Regions from separate parts of the Sus scrofa genome. Here region 1 is linked to region 2. A link is a contact called in public HiChIP or PLAC-seq data. All regions are on one chromosome and are shown on one strand. Each heading gives the region's core, a stretch centred on a gene start, on an enhancer-like site or on the middle of the called end of the contact. The rest is flanking DNA. Distances are from core to core; before and after follow the strand shown.

Region 1 (7,043 bases), core at 937-3,436, 180 kb after region 2:
GGATTATGAAAAAGAATATAAATATATATGTATGTATAAAACGGAATCACTTTGCTGTACGGCAGAAATTAACACGACATTGTCAATCAACGATACTTCAATAACATTTTTTACAAAAATGTCTCCCAGGAACGCCTGGGTCAGAGCGGCTGGCTAGCTGCTAAGGTGTTTAATAACACCCCAGTTAATTAACAAGAGAAAGATTCCTTTGTGGTTTGCTTCCCAGGCCGGCAGGAGGACAGCAAGACGCTGGAGACAGATACCGGCCGGCCTCGATTCAGGCTTCTTTCAGAACTTTTAGAGTTAAAAGAGCAAGTTGACAGTATGACAAAGCACTCTGACCTCTCATCCCACTGCTAGGAACCCAAACGAGGGAAATACCAGCTCAGTTGTGCAAGGCTGGCTGCGTGTATGAGGATGAGTTGTTACTGCATTATGTTGGGGGGGGGGAGATATGCAAATTCTGCTTTATTCAGCCACGGCATCCAAACACATGTTTAAAAGAGTGATGGAGGTCTGTCTATCGTGAGGTGCCCATGAAATCCTACAGGATTCCATTTTGCAAAACAACTACACTAAATTACAGACATGGTTCTATACACACAGAGTCTGTAAAGATGTGAGAGAAGACGGAGCAGGATGCACACCTAATCCCCCGAGGAGAGAACAGTCGGGGAGGGAAGGAATGCTTGCACTTTTTTACCGTCACAGCCGTGGGTTGTTTCACATTTTACAAGCATATATTAATTTTGCACTTAAAGGGAAGATAAACAAAGCCCTTTGCAAAGCTGGCTTCCAATGGTCTTAACCTTGACTCACAGAGCTTCCTCATTCCCGGGATAGTCAAGTCAGAATAATCACTAACCCCCATCGTCGTGTTTTCTTTTCAAGCCTATCCCACCCACTATGTGTTTTACGGCCCCTTGATAGATACCATTATTATCAGCTCCATTTGCATCTCAGGAAACTTGGATTCGTGAGTGCCTTTTTTTTTTTTTTATTTGGATGATGATTGCATGAGTGTCTTGAATTGATCAAATTCCCAAAGAAAAAAAATTATACCCCATGTTAACGGAAATGCTAGAATAGGCCCCCTATATTCTGCGGGTGGGAGTGTAAACTGGTGCGAGCCTTCAGGGGAGCAATTTGACAACGCCAATTAAAATTCTTTAAAATCTGCATTCCTTTATCCCAGCAATTCCTTTTCTAGAAATGTATCCCAAGGACATAATTAAGGACATGCACAGAGTTTCAGCCGCAAGGATGTTCATTTAGAAGATGCTTATGATATTGAAAAATTGGAAACCACTTAAATATCCAAGAATAGAAAATTACTTAAATAAATTATGCTCCATTCACATGAGAGAATACTATAAGGTCATTAAGGAGTGGTGAAGAAGAATATTTAATGACAAGGAACGCAGTTCATGATGCATTTTTAAAAGTAGGTCACAAACAGTCTGTATTACATGAGTCCATTTTTGCTTTACAAAAAAGAAATTAAAAAGAACACATGCAATATATGTGCATAGAAAAAAAGGTGGAAATAAGCACACCAAAATGTTACTGCTAATTGCCTCCGGGGAATGAGACACCGAAGATTTTTAAAATTATCTTCTTTTATTAATTGTATTTTCCCCTGCTAAATGTCTTACAGTGAAATGATCATTTTGAATTGCATCACATTTTTTTTTTGGCTGTATACATGGCATACGAAGTTCCCTGGGGCCAAGGATGGAATCTGAGCCACAGCTGCGGCTATGCTGGATCCTTAACCCACTGTGCCAGGCCGAGGTCTGAACCCTCGCCACCACAGAGACAACAGCCAAATTTTAACCCACTGCACCACAGCAGGAACTCCTTTATCATATGACCTTTTTTAAAGGAGATTCATTTCCTTACTCTTCCCCCTGAAGCAACTTTTGCAGTCCTGCCTTTGCGCCTTCCTTCCAGATGGCTGCCCTCTCCACTCCCAGAAAACACTGCTCATTCTACAAGGCTAGCTCCTCCAGGAAGGCTGCCATGATCTTCACTGGCTTCTGGGCTCCCTGGCTCACACTCAGCTTTCCATTCCACTTGCTGGAGACCCAAGTGTCGTGTGACACTGCCAAAGTATCCTGGGAAGCAGCTCATCAGCCCAGGAAGCTTAAGGCATCTCCAAAGCAAGGGCTCAGTCCCTCAGTCCTTTAAATAGATCTGGCTGCTTACACTGCAGGTATCTGGCTGCCTTAAAGCTCAGCAGCCCTCAGAGCCCTGCCTCTGGCTTTTCCTGGGAGGCTCTCCCACTCTGTTCTTCATGCTCAACTCATTAATCTCTGGGTTCTGTGCCCATGCTTTCAAAGGCCTATGTAGCCTTGCTCTGACCGCTGGTCTGCCCCTGCTTTAGAGTTCATCTTCCGGTTGCATTGACGTCTGGGTAACCAGCAAGGCCATCGTCCTTCTGATCAAGCCCTTCAACCAGCACCTGCACAAAGTCAAGAGACAATAACGACCACAGCTTTCAGGTACCAAATAGCTATCGCGTGCTAGGCACTCTGCCAGGTGCTTTACTGACCAATCTCCTTTAATCTGCATAATGATAACAACCATAGTTCTCCTTTACTGAGTCCTCACTCAACTCTTTATATGCACCCCTGTTCTCCCAAGCATGAGAACCTCAGAGAGGTAGGGTGAGTTGCCCAAGGTCACAGAGCTAGTAAGGAAGGGGTGGTGTCCCATCTCAAACCAACCCTTGCCTGAGTGCCAACCTCAGCCCCTTAACTGGTACCCTATGCTGCTCCTATACCCTCTGGGATAGGTGTGAGAGAGAAGCAAGCGAGTTTTGACAAGATTAAGTTATGGTTCAAGGTCATTTCAGTAAAACCTCAAAGGGCCCTGGGAGCTTCGCCCAGATCTGGTCTGGGCAAGGCAGTGGATGAATAGGAGGAGCACAAAAGAGGAGAGTCTGCTAGGGGTAAGGAAGGCTAGGGTCCCCACTAGGAAGGCACAGATCCAGGGCTGGGCTCCAGTCTTGGCACGAGAAATAAAAGCTGGGAAGGGAAGCTTCCTGGGGTTCCCCTCCACCCACGAAACACCACCAACCTGTCTTTACAGCACAGCCGTTTCTAGCTCATACCTGCCACTGTTCCTCTTGGGCCTGGGCCCAGGGATCAGAGGGGTGGAGGAGAGGTGCCCAGGGCCTTCTGGTCTGGGGAGCTCAGGTAAGCTAGGATGGGCACTGTTCACCTGCTAGAAAGTGAGCTGCCGTGAGCAGCGGCCATGCCGCACAGCACTTCTCATCTACTGGGGACATACTAATAAGCCAGATGATAGATCTGGGGGTGCCAAGGGTGACATGGTGAATCTGGACCCCCAAGTTCTTGGTTCAGGTTCTGGCTCTGTCACTAGCTTTCCCTGGGACTTGGGCCACAGCACTTTCCCCGCTGGTGCTGTAATAGCTCCCCTTCTGGCTGTGGAATGATGGTGTGTGGGAAAGTGTTTTGAGAGCTAGAGTCAAGAATAGCTGGTGCAGCCGGTCTGGAAAACAGTCTGGCGGTTCCGCAAAAAGTTAAACATAGAGTTACCATGTGACCCAGCAATGGCACCCCTAGGTACACACCCAAAGAAACAAAAACATATGTCCACATAAAAACGGGTACATGAACGTTCACAGCAGCATTCCTCAGCCCCAGAGCAGAAACCATCCTATATCCATCAGCTGATGAATGAATAAACAGACTATCCTTACAAGAGAATATTATATGGCTAATCAACGATACTTTAAGAAAAAGTTTTTTAAGCTTTTGAAATAAAGGACGTGATTAATAGAAAAAAAAAAGAGCAGAATATTCTTCAGCCATAAAAAAGAATCAGCTACGATCTACATGCGACCAAAATGAATGAAAATACTGTATGTGAAAGGAACCTGGCACCAAAGGCCAGGTAGATGTATGATTCCATTTCTATGAAATGCTCAGAATGGGCAATTCCACAGACAGAAAGCAGATTAGGGGTTGCCTGGGGTAGGGGAAGGTGGAGGGAATGACGGATAATGGGTACAGGGTTTCTTCTGGGGTAAGGAAAACGTTCTGGAAATAATGGTGGTAGGTGCACAACCTCGTGAATATTCTCAAAACCACTGAACTGTATCCCTTAAGTTTTATTAAAGCATACCTGAATTACAATGTTGTGCAGCAAAGCGACCCAGTCATACATATATTTATATTCCTTTTTCTTTTTTTAGGGCCACACCTATAGCATCAGGAAGTTCCTGGGCCAGGGGCTGAATCAGTGCTGCAGCGAGGCCTATGCCACAGCCATGGCAATATCAGATCCGAGCTGCATCTGCAACCTATGCTGCAGCTTGCAGCAATGCTAGTTCCTCAACCCAAGGAGCAAGGTCAGGGATCAAACCCACATCCTCACAGAGACCTTGGGTCCTTAGCCCACTGAGTCACCATGGGAACACCTACATTCTTGTTCTCAAATTATCTTCCATCATGGCTTATCCCAAGGGGGTGGATATAGTCCCCCGTGCTAGACAGTAGGACCTCATAGTTCATCCATTCTAAATGTAAGAGTTTGCATCTACCAACCCCAAACTCCTAATCCATTCCACTCCCTCCCACTCTCCCTTGGCAACCACAAGCCTTGAACTGTACATTTTAAAAGGGAGACTTTTATGGTGTGAGAATTACAAAGAGGAAGAAGAGCTGGCATTTACTGGGAGCTTCCTCCTCCCAGCTCTGTGCCAGGCTCTTCCTGCAAATCATCTTAATCCCCCCCAACAGCCCTCTAAGGGAAGAACTCTCATGATGCCTTTTTTGGAAATGCGGAAACTAAGGCAGAGAGAGGTTGAATAACTTGCCCAAGGTTGCACGGCTCTGGCCGTGCTCAGGCAAGGTCATTGTGGACCCCTCGGTCCTTTGTCCCTTTTCCCACAAGAGTCTCGCTGCCCTTCTCCCCCACGAGGCCATGGGGGCCTGGGGAGCAGATGTCTTATCCTTGGATTCCCGGCTCAAGGCCTGGCTCGTAGACAGTTACTGAATGGACAGACAGTCTTGCTATCTTTGCCCTCTCAGCTAGTTTGCAGAGGCATCGACTTTTCACACGACATCCGCCGTGAAACCTTGAGGCTGCCAGGTGCTGCTTCACACTCGCCCTGAGGTTGCTGAGCCGAGAGGCAAGAACCACCTCAAATTGAGACAAAATGCATTTGTGGTTTTGAAGGAAAGTCGTTAGGAGACAAAGTCTGTCTTCCAAGGCCAAGGTTGCTCTGATGCGTTTACTTAAAGTAGAGAGAAGACAATTCCGCCCCAGTAAGTCTGGGCCCAGCTTGCAGGAAGGAGCGTTTTTTGCTGAGTATCCACCACTAACCACAGGAGAGAGCGGGCGGGGGGCAGCAGGGAGCCAAAGCAAACACTCTGAAGTCAGAGATAATGCGAGAAGGTAGGAGGAATGGGAATAGGTTTGGAGGCCAAGCAGGAAACAGGTCTGAAAGGAAGGGTGGGAAAGCAGGAAGCTTTCTGTGCTTTTATGAAAAGATGACCCTCCCAAGTTTTGGCGGGGCTGGGGTGGGGGTGGTCCGGCTGGAGCTGGGCTGGTTAAGGCAGCACTGAGCCCACACTGCTCCAGCAGCCACCACCCCAACCCCCATGCTGCCCCCTCCCTGCCCTCCTGCACGGGAGCCCAAGGGATCCTTCTAATAAAGAGGCTGCCCTTCCTTCCACTGCTCAATATCCTTCCATGGCTCCCTATTGCCTGTAATTTAGGGAACCATCCAGACGTGGCATCCCAGGCTTCTGTGGCCACATGCTGGCCCTGGCCCTTGGTGTCCTTTCAGCTTTCCTCCCCCCCGCCCGCCGCACCACCCCCCGGCATGCCCCTGGGGTCTCACGCACCAACTTCCTGCTCTTCCCTAAGTGAACTCTGCCTTTCCCAGCTTTTCTATTTCCTCTTTTCTGTATTTTCTCTATGTCTTACCTCCTCAAATAGCATCTTGAGGGATTCCTTTCTCCACTGCTTGTCTTTCGGTGTCTAGCCCAGCGCGGGCCATGTACCAAATGCTCGGTAACTGCCAGGAGAACTAATCAAGTCACCAGGGTTCTGGACAATCCACCTGTCTCGTCAGCTCTTACCTCGCTGGATGTCTTAGGCTGGGTCCCCCAGGAAGCAGCCTCTGAGAAAAGGTGTGGGGTCCAGACAGTGCCTTTGGAAGATGGGCATTAACATAGGGGGCTTTCATAAGCAGGTCCCTGTCCCAGTGGGACCCACGTACCCCTGGGGACTTTCGGGAAGCGGGGTGAAACACCAGCTAGAGTTGCTCCACCATGAGGGGCAGGGCCGCTGGGGTAGTTACCTGACGTCTCCCATCTGTCTTGGTTGAGGGCAGACTGGGGTGTTTACTCCTAGACACTCATGGTCTGCACCTGTCCTCACAGCTGCTCACAGCTGGATGCCATGGGCAGGTTCCAGGTGAGTGGGGGCATGTGCAAGGATGGTCCACACCTGCAAAGGTAGGCCCGCTCTCCCAGCTTCTGTGCTTTTGCTTGTGTTGTTCCTGTGCCCAGACTGCCCTCTTGCTGGCCTCTTCCACCCGCAGGGGTGGATTCCTACCCCTTGGCAACCCTGTCAAATGGTTTCCTCTCTGGGGCTTCTCCTGACCCGCCCCCGAGGAGTCAGGGCCACTCTCCTACCGGCTCCTGCAGCACCTGCTCTCCGTATCACTTTGTGCGGTTGTTCCCACAGCACCGACCCTGTGTGATCACCATGTCCCCTAATGGCCCGTGCCCTCATGGCCCAAGGTCTTGTCTGCCAGCCCCTCTGGCCCGGGAGCTCCCTGAAGGCAGAGTCTCCATCTGGTTCATCTGTGTCCCCAGCACCCAGCAGCGTGAAGGTGTCCAGCAAGTGAATAACTGAAGGAACGAGCAATGATAATCTCAAATATTTGTTGAGGGCTTTTTTTTTTTTTTTTTTTTGGTATTTTTGTCTTTTTGCTATTTCTTTGGGCTGCTCCTGTGGCATATGGAGGTTCCCAGGCTAGGGGTCGAATTGGAGCTGTAGCC
Region 2 (6,756 bases), core at 3,568-6,067:
TTCATTTCCAGAGCAGCAGAACTGTTTGGGTCAGAACCAAGAACCCCTTTCGGAGCACTGTCTCCCTCCCTCAGCAGGGGAATGAGACAAGCAGGCTCAGGCTCGCAGTTCTGGGCTGGGACAGGGCAAGGGCCAGGCTCAAGCTCCAGAAGCAACTAAGGTGCCTCCCGTGAGGCCAGGGCCGCAGTGCAGACCGAGCAGCCTGAGAAAAGGCTTCGTCTGGGCTGGGCCTTCCTTGGTTCTTTCCCTTCCCTGAGCCCAGAAACCTCTAGAAGACACAGTGGTACTCCTGAGAGATGGAAGGTGACGCAGCTACAGCACAGCACAGCCAAGGCAATAAAGCCCAAAGGCCCCAGATCCCCAAGAGCAAAAGAGCCAAACACGACCCTTCACAGCTTTCGCCGGAGGCTTGGTGAGGACAAGCCCGACGGCGGCACTCGGCACTGGCGGCAGCTCCCCCAGGGCCCAGGGCAGCACCAAACCGCTCACCCTCACACAGGCCCCGGGGAGGCCGCAGATGAACCTCCCAGCGGCAGGGCCTCTGGCAAGTGCCTCCCCGTCTCTCTCAGAGCTGCCGGCACTCAGGACAGGTCTTTCTCCAGCCCCCTTCCACGGGCACAGGAAGCCAGCGCCGACACCACCCTGCTCGACTTCCCTCTATGTTAGTTAAATGAGAATGTCATGGTTCGTGTCCCTGGAACCTCACCTCATAGGTACTCGGTCCACTGCCTAGAAGCATCTCTAGGGGAGGTGCCGCGGGAAGCAGAGAGCACCGCCCACCTCCATGAAGCCCTGCCCGGGGGCCGCACCCACGCAGCCTGTGCTACGGGCACCTGCCCCGGCAGGTCACAGGCTTCAGTTCTACTTCCCTGAAGGCCTGTCCAGCTGCTGGCCGCACCATAAAGCCTTCCTGATGTGTGACTCCATCCTGAAGCAAGGAGAAGCCCATCCCTAGCGGTTTTCACTCTCATACGCCAAGGCCCTGGGCCCCATGCCAAAGGAGACCCGAGACAGGTTTCATCGTCCTGCCCTTTTCAGCTGTCTTTGGAGAGCAAGTGAGAAAAGGCGTGAAGCTGGCAGATTGTGCCCACTCAAAAAACGTGTGGTGCTCACTGGAGCCCAGTAGCCAGAAAAGCCACCCAATTCTCCAGGTCTCCTTCCCACTCGTGGACCAACAGTAACCAACGCCTTGGCTAAAAAACCCAGGCGGAACTGAACCACCTGTAACCACAAACCTGGTCTTTCCCTGCCCCGAGCATCTTTCCAAACCTGAGCACAAGCTGCCACTGGCCCAGAGGACGGAGCCCGGGCTCTGGAGCTGCCTCCTCCTGGGGCTCTTCCAGTTCAGCCCTGGCTTCCTCTCCCCTGGGCCCCAACAGTGCCCACCCCACCCTCCATACCTGAGGTCCTGGGCGAGCATGCACCCTCCTCCCCCACTGCTCACAGGACAGGTGCTCAAGGAAGACAGATGGGAGGAAGCGCCCAGGCCACGTTAAGCCAGAGGCCCACTCCCCGTCCGGGATAAAGCTGTTGGTTCACAGCCACACTTGCCTGCTGCTCTGGGGCCACGACAACAAAGTGGAGTAGCTGTGACAGAGCCAACAGGCCCCACAGCCTGAAAGATTTACTACTGGGACCTTTTCACAAAGTTTAGCGACACCAGGTCTAAGGCAGTGCTCCCAGAGATTTCCACACTATGACACACTTGGTGATGTTTGTGTGGCCCAAAGGGCTTGAGACAAGGCCACTCCTAGTTAGAGACACCTGGTCCTCCCAGAGGTGGACGGGCTCAGTGTCTCAGCGCACCCTAACCTCAGGGCTCTGACCTAAAGGCTCAAAACCGCTGCTGCCCCGACAGAGCCATAGAAATACAAACGTTCAGAAACCCACCTAACCCTCTGCGGGTCCCCTGCCCACCTGTTCAGAGCCAAAGGTGGCAGCACAGACAGAAAACTAAGGCCCCAAGCTAATTTCCTAGTAATCTAACACTTTCACCCTTCCCCCTCCTTTAAATGCTCTGTAAAGCAGTATCTTCCATTGGCTAAATAAATAAAGACCCTGCTCTACGGATGTTGAATCCATTGAGCTCAGCTCTTGGGCAGGTAAGGAAGCTCTCACTACACTGCTTTTTCCAAAAACAGGAGGCCTCTGTGCTCAGCGCCTGATCCCCCTTCCTACTGGAAGCTCAGCAGAGCGGGAACTCAGGGAAAGGGCAAGATGCTGACCAGCCAGCCCACAAACCTCTGTCCCTGTAAGAAAGCCTTCCCAGGGGCACATGACAAAGTTGAGCCCGTCAAACCGCATTTCCTGGCCCAACAGAGACGGCCTTGAATTCCTCTACAACCCCTCTCCCCGCCCCCCCCACGTGCCCATCCTGGCCCCAGGCACCACTGTCCTCAGTCACCTACAGCAGCCCTGGTCCCTTGCTGAGGGTGGGGTTCCTGTGGTCCCCTGGCCCCACAACCTCCTGCTCTGTCCAGGCGAGGAGCCTGGACTATGAAGAGATGCCTCTCCTGCCTCTGACCCCTTGGCCACCGCCCCATCAGCCTCCTTCATCCCTCGTCAGGGTATCTGCAACAACAGCCTGTCTCCTGCCTTTGGTCCTTCCCTCTCCAACTGTCCAAACCGATCCTCAGACTCCTCTCGCCATTCTGGAAGACGGAAACCAGTAAAGGGCCCAGCACCTGAGGCCCTGCCCCATCCCATCTGACACTTCACCCTCCTAACCAAACCGGTTCCCAGGTCCCGAGAAGGCCATTCCCTTCTCTGCACGCTGTGCCCCCTCCTGGGGGCCTCCCCTGACCACTCTGTGGGCAAACTCCTGCCCAGCTCAGATGCCAGTCTCTCGGGAAGAACCACCACGTCACTCTAAATCGCTCAGTCTCTTCACAGGCCTGGCTCCACTCCGGGACTGAGTGGGAGACCTTCTCCAAGCACAGAAGGAGGCTCTGGTCCCATTCCAGGCCCTGAGTGTTCCCCTCCCCCTTCCCAGGCTCCGTCCACCTTCCGTCTGGCATTTTCTTCAACTACCCCTCCTCACCCAGCACAGCCTGGCTGGTGGCAGGTGACAACAAATGTTTGTTACATCCGTGTGTCCAGAGAAGGGAGACATGGCCTTGGCAGGGTCAATGATCACAGCAGCGTTCTGTGCAGACCAACATCCTGTGGAAGGACCTCCTCTGCGCCATCTGAACAGCTGGCTTCCGGCGTAAACACTGCCGGTGCCACGGGCTCCCTTCTCGCCACACCCCGTGCGAGGCACATGTTAGCTCAAATTGCCCAATCGGGCTTTAACTATCTTTTCTCATCTGGAACCACATACAACAAGTAAGTACAACCGTTTAAAATAGCTGACAGAAGGGTGTGTGGTCGGTCTCCCCTTCGCCAGCCTCGCCCTGTCTCGTTTTGAGGTGCTCTCAGCTTTCCTGAGTTCCTCAGGCGTATGCCACCTTCCATATTGGGTGGAAGGCGTGCTCTCCTCCTGGGTGCTGGCCTCCCCCAGGCACAAAGGACGTAAGAAAGCTGAGCAACTCCTGAGACCGTCTGCAGGACGGGAGAGTCAAGTGAGACCCTGCCTCCGTGCTCTGGGCGAGCACCCAATGAAGGCCTCGCCAGACACAGACGGCAGTGTACAACCAAAACCCCGGTGAAGCTCAGGGTGAAAAAGCACACACCCGGCCCCTCCGTCCAGCACCTGGGCCTCCCCTGATGGCAATCACTGGCTCGCAATTGACTGCAGGTTCAGTTGTAGCACAAGAAGATGGGCTGTGGACACAGACCCTGCCGTGTGGCCAGCAAACAACAAACAGGCCACTCGGCCCCAAGCTGGGCAGCGGGTAACCTTGCCCAGGAGCCAGCCCAGAGTCCTTCAGAGCAGCCAGAGAGGAATGAGCCTGAAGTCGGCTTTCTTTTTTTCCCCATGGAATGGGGGGTGGGGTCAGGGAGAGAGAAGCTGGCTTTTGTGTGTTTTCTTTCAAACCTCACAGGATATATTCCAGAAGTCTGGAAGAAGGTTAAGTAGAATGATTACACTGTAAAGAGGAGAGAAACAGCTGCGGAACAGTTTTAGAAAAGAGGATAGGCAGCAACCTAGACTGTTAACGCCAACCACCAGTGGTAAGCACAGCACTATCAGAATGGGTGGGCTTGGCCACTGACTAGCTGTATAATTTGGGGCGAGTCATTTTGTCTAAGCCTCTATTTCTTCATCTGTAAAAGGAGAAAAATTCTAGGTCCCACAGTTGTGGTGGTGTTCAAATCTCATCCCTAAGAAAGGGATTCTGTTAACTCGAAAAACAGTAGAAGAAATGCCATTTCTTCTGTGTGGTTAAAAACCCACTTATTAGGAGCCACAATGTTTTGCCACAAATAAACTAGGTGGTTTGGAGAGGTTCCTTGGCTTCAATTTTCTTGTCTGTGGTGTGAGAACAACCAGCTCTGCATTGCTGCTTCTCTGAACAGGGACTGTTAGGGCAGCGGCTGCAGGCACGGGCAGGAAAGGGCTCCACACGCACAGGACCAGTCCTCCCGCACACTGAACGGAACAACCTGGGTTTAAAAGGAGGTTCCTTCTTCCTGTTGCCCTCCAGGATTAAGGCGGGTGGCTCAGAAAAACTGCCACAGGTCATGGCGACCTGGGGTAAGGCAAGTGTATCTCTCCCCACACCCCCTCCGCCCTCAGCAGAGTCCCAACGGGCACAAATTGGCCAAGGAGCTGGGGCGCAGCCAGCAAGCAGAGCGGCCCAGGTGCAGAGATTTCACAGACCTTGAAGCCATCCAAGCAGGGCTTGCCAAACACGGCCCGACCCAGAGGGAAGCCTGTGGCTCCAGGCTGGCAGCCTTCCCCGAAGCCAAGTCCAGGGGACACTCCCAGCAAGCAGAACAGGCCAGTGCAATCAGCCCCTGATCCCATCTCTGCTCAGCACTTGCCCTGGGCCACCTCTCAGCACCGACACCCCAACCTGGGGCTGCCCTCTTCCTTGGACCCGATGAGCCAAGCCTCCCCCAGTTTTCCTTCAGCATCTGGCTCCCATCTTAAGACATCCCCATCCCCAGTCTCGGGCCAGAGAGCGTGGACTCAGAAAGCATCAGCTCAGTGAAGACACACACCTCCACTGCTCCTCGATATTCAAACAAAAACAAGCTTCAAATACAAAAGCTTCCTCTGCTTATACAGCCACACCTGAGCCTTCCAGTCTGTCATTCCTATTTGTTAAGCTTCTCCAACTGCTCTAAAAGAAAACAGCCTTATTTCAGGCCAGAATATCTGGTCTAAAATAACCTCAAGTCCAAGCCTAGACTCTAGCAGATGACCCTAGGACTGGCTTGGGCCTGTGAGCTCAAAAGATCACGTGGCCGCATGGCCCCTGCTTGTGCTCAGGCCGTTTTCAGCCCTGCCTCACTGCCTGCATGCCGCCTTGCTGTCGCGTGACACGCTTCCTCCCCTTCTTCCCACGTTTAATCCACCGTGTGGTGCAGCAGGGAAAGGCCTTGGCACTGACCAGAGCTGGGTTTCATTCCTGACCCTAGCACTAACTCTGAGCCTCAGCGTGTTCACCTGTCAAATAAGAATAATACCACCTCCAAGAAGGCTAAGTAAGAAAAAAAGTCCAAATGCCTGGCACACACAAGATACCAATTTTAGCATCTTTCTTCCATCCCTGCTTCTTCAACCTACTGCTGCCCACAGCACAAAATGACCCAAACTGAGGGCCACTGTTAATCGCCTGGGACATTTAGCTGACATCTGAATACAGAACTGTACAAAAGGATCAATGCAGGAGAAACCAAAACAAAGGAGAGAGACTGGATTTCCAGGCAGTGCTAAGACAATGCCTGTTACCTCCCAGGGGCCACAAGCAGCAAAAAGATGACTCAGGACCACACCTCCAGCGAGGATATGCTAATCCGACTCTCCAGCTGCCTGGGCAGATGGTGGCAACCTCCACACCACCCACCAGCAGAGAGAGCCATTTGCAGAAATAGCAAAGTTCTTCTGCCAAGAAAGACCCTAAGACCCTCCTTAGAAGGACCAGGTGATTAAGATGTTAACAGAGGGATCAAGACAAAACAAACAAAAGAACCCCAAGGCCTTGGCTAATGAGGTAAGGAGTCCATCAAAGAGCTACAGCTGAGGATTGGGGTCACTGCCAGGATGTGACTTACACAAATATTTTTTGAAGGAAAGCCTCTTGACTACAATGCAGATCTTATTTGCCTTAAAGGTAACACTTAATCCTTACCTATACTTTTTATAACCTCGGAGCATCACAGAACTCAAATCTGTATCCCCACTCGGCTCACCTGGACCAGCAGAGAGGGATGTGGCCACACACCTTTCTCCAGATGCTCCTGAGGTCCACGCAGACACGTGAGAGCCAGACGAACAGTAAGATGCTTACCCTTTATTCAGTCCAACCATCTACTCATCTTCCCTTTTGCTGAAAAGCAACTTCCCAACTGTGTCTAGAGAGAGAAATGGGTAGACGGACAGAGACTGGTGGAGGGATAGACAGATAGGTTTCTTTCTAAGACTGACAGAAGGGAGGCCTTATGCGGTGCGAAGCACAGATTTTTTTCCAAAGTGCTGCAGCTAACTGGAAGAGGGACGCGCAGGAACGATATTCAGAAAAGCATCTGAGGCAAGAGCCTTCCAAGCATGCCAACCAGCCTCCTCTCTCTTCCATGGTTTAAGACAAATACAGGTGAGCTCTGAATGTCAGACTCAGGGGCTAGCTGTAATCAAGGACACACTTT

Evidence for each region. HiChIP or PLAC-seq counts read pairs in DNA pulled down with a chosen protein or histone mark.
Region 1: an H3K27ac HiChIP or PLAC-seq map of skeletal muscle shows a contact between it and region 2. The contact joins two enhancer-like sites. A contact is called at or near these places in 1 of 47 Hi-C or Micro-C datasets (brain) and 1 of 2 datasets of contacts at active chromatin or transcription factors (skeletal muscle).

The regions. Positions count from the first base shown.
Region 1 is chr1:264,221,140-264,228,182 of Sscrofa11.1, forward strand. No RefSeq gene overlaps it. Among named protein-coding and RNA genes, the nearest start is that of STRBP, 29 kb to the left of the region's middle. Within about 2 kb of position 2,187, at least 1 of the 83 cell types and tissues checked has an H3K27ac peak or open chromatin away from gene starts, as enhancers often do. A contact at or near this core is called in skeletal muscle, where this site is marked.
Region 2 is chr1:264,036,689-264,043,444 of Sscrofa11.1, forward strand. STRBP (spermatid perinuclear RNA-binding protein) reads right to left here. Exons shown (of 18, transcript XM_021074603.1): 18 at 1-6,756. Among named protein-coding and RNA genes, the nearest start is that of GPR21, 87 kb to the left of the region's middle. Within about 2 kb of position 4,818, at least 14 of the 83 cell types and tissues checked have an H3K27ac peak or open chromatin away from gene starts, as enhancers often do. A contact at or near this core is called in skeletal muscle, where this site is marked.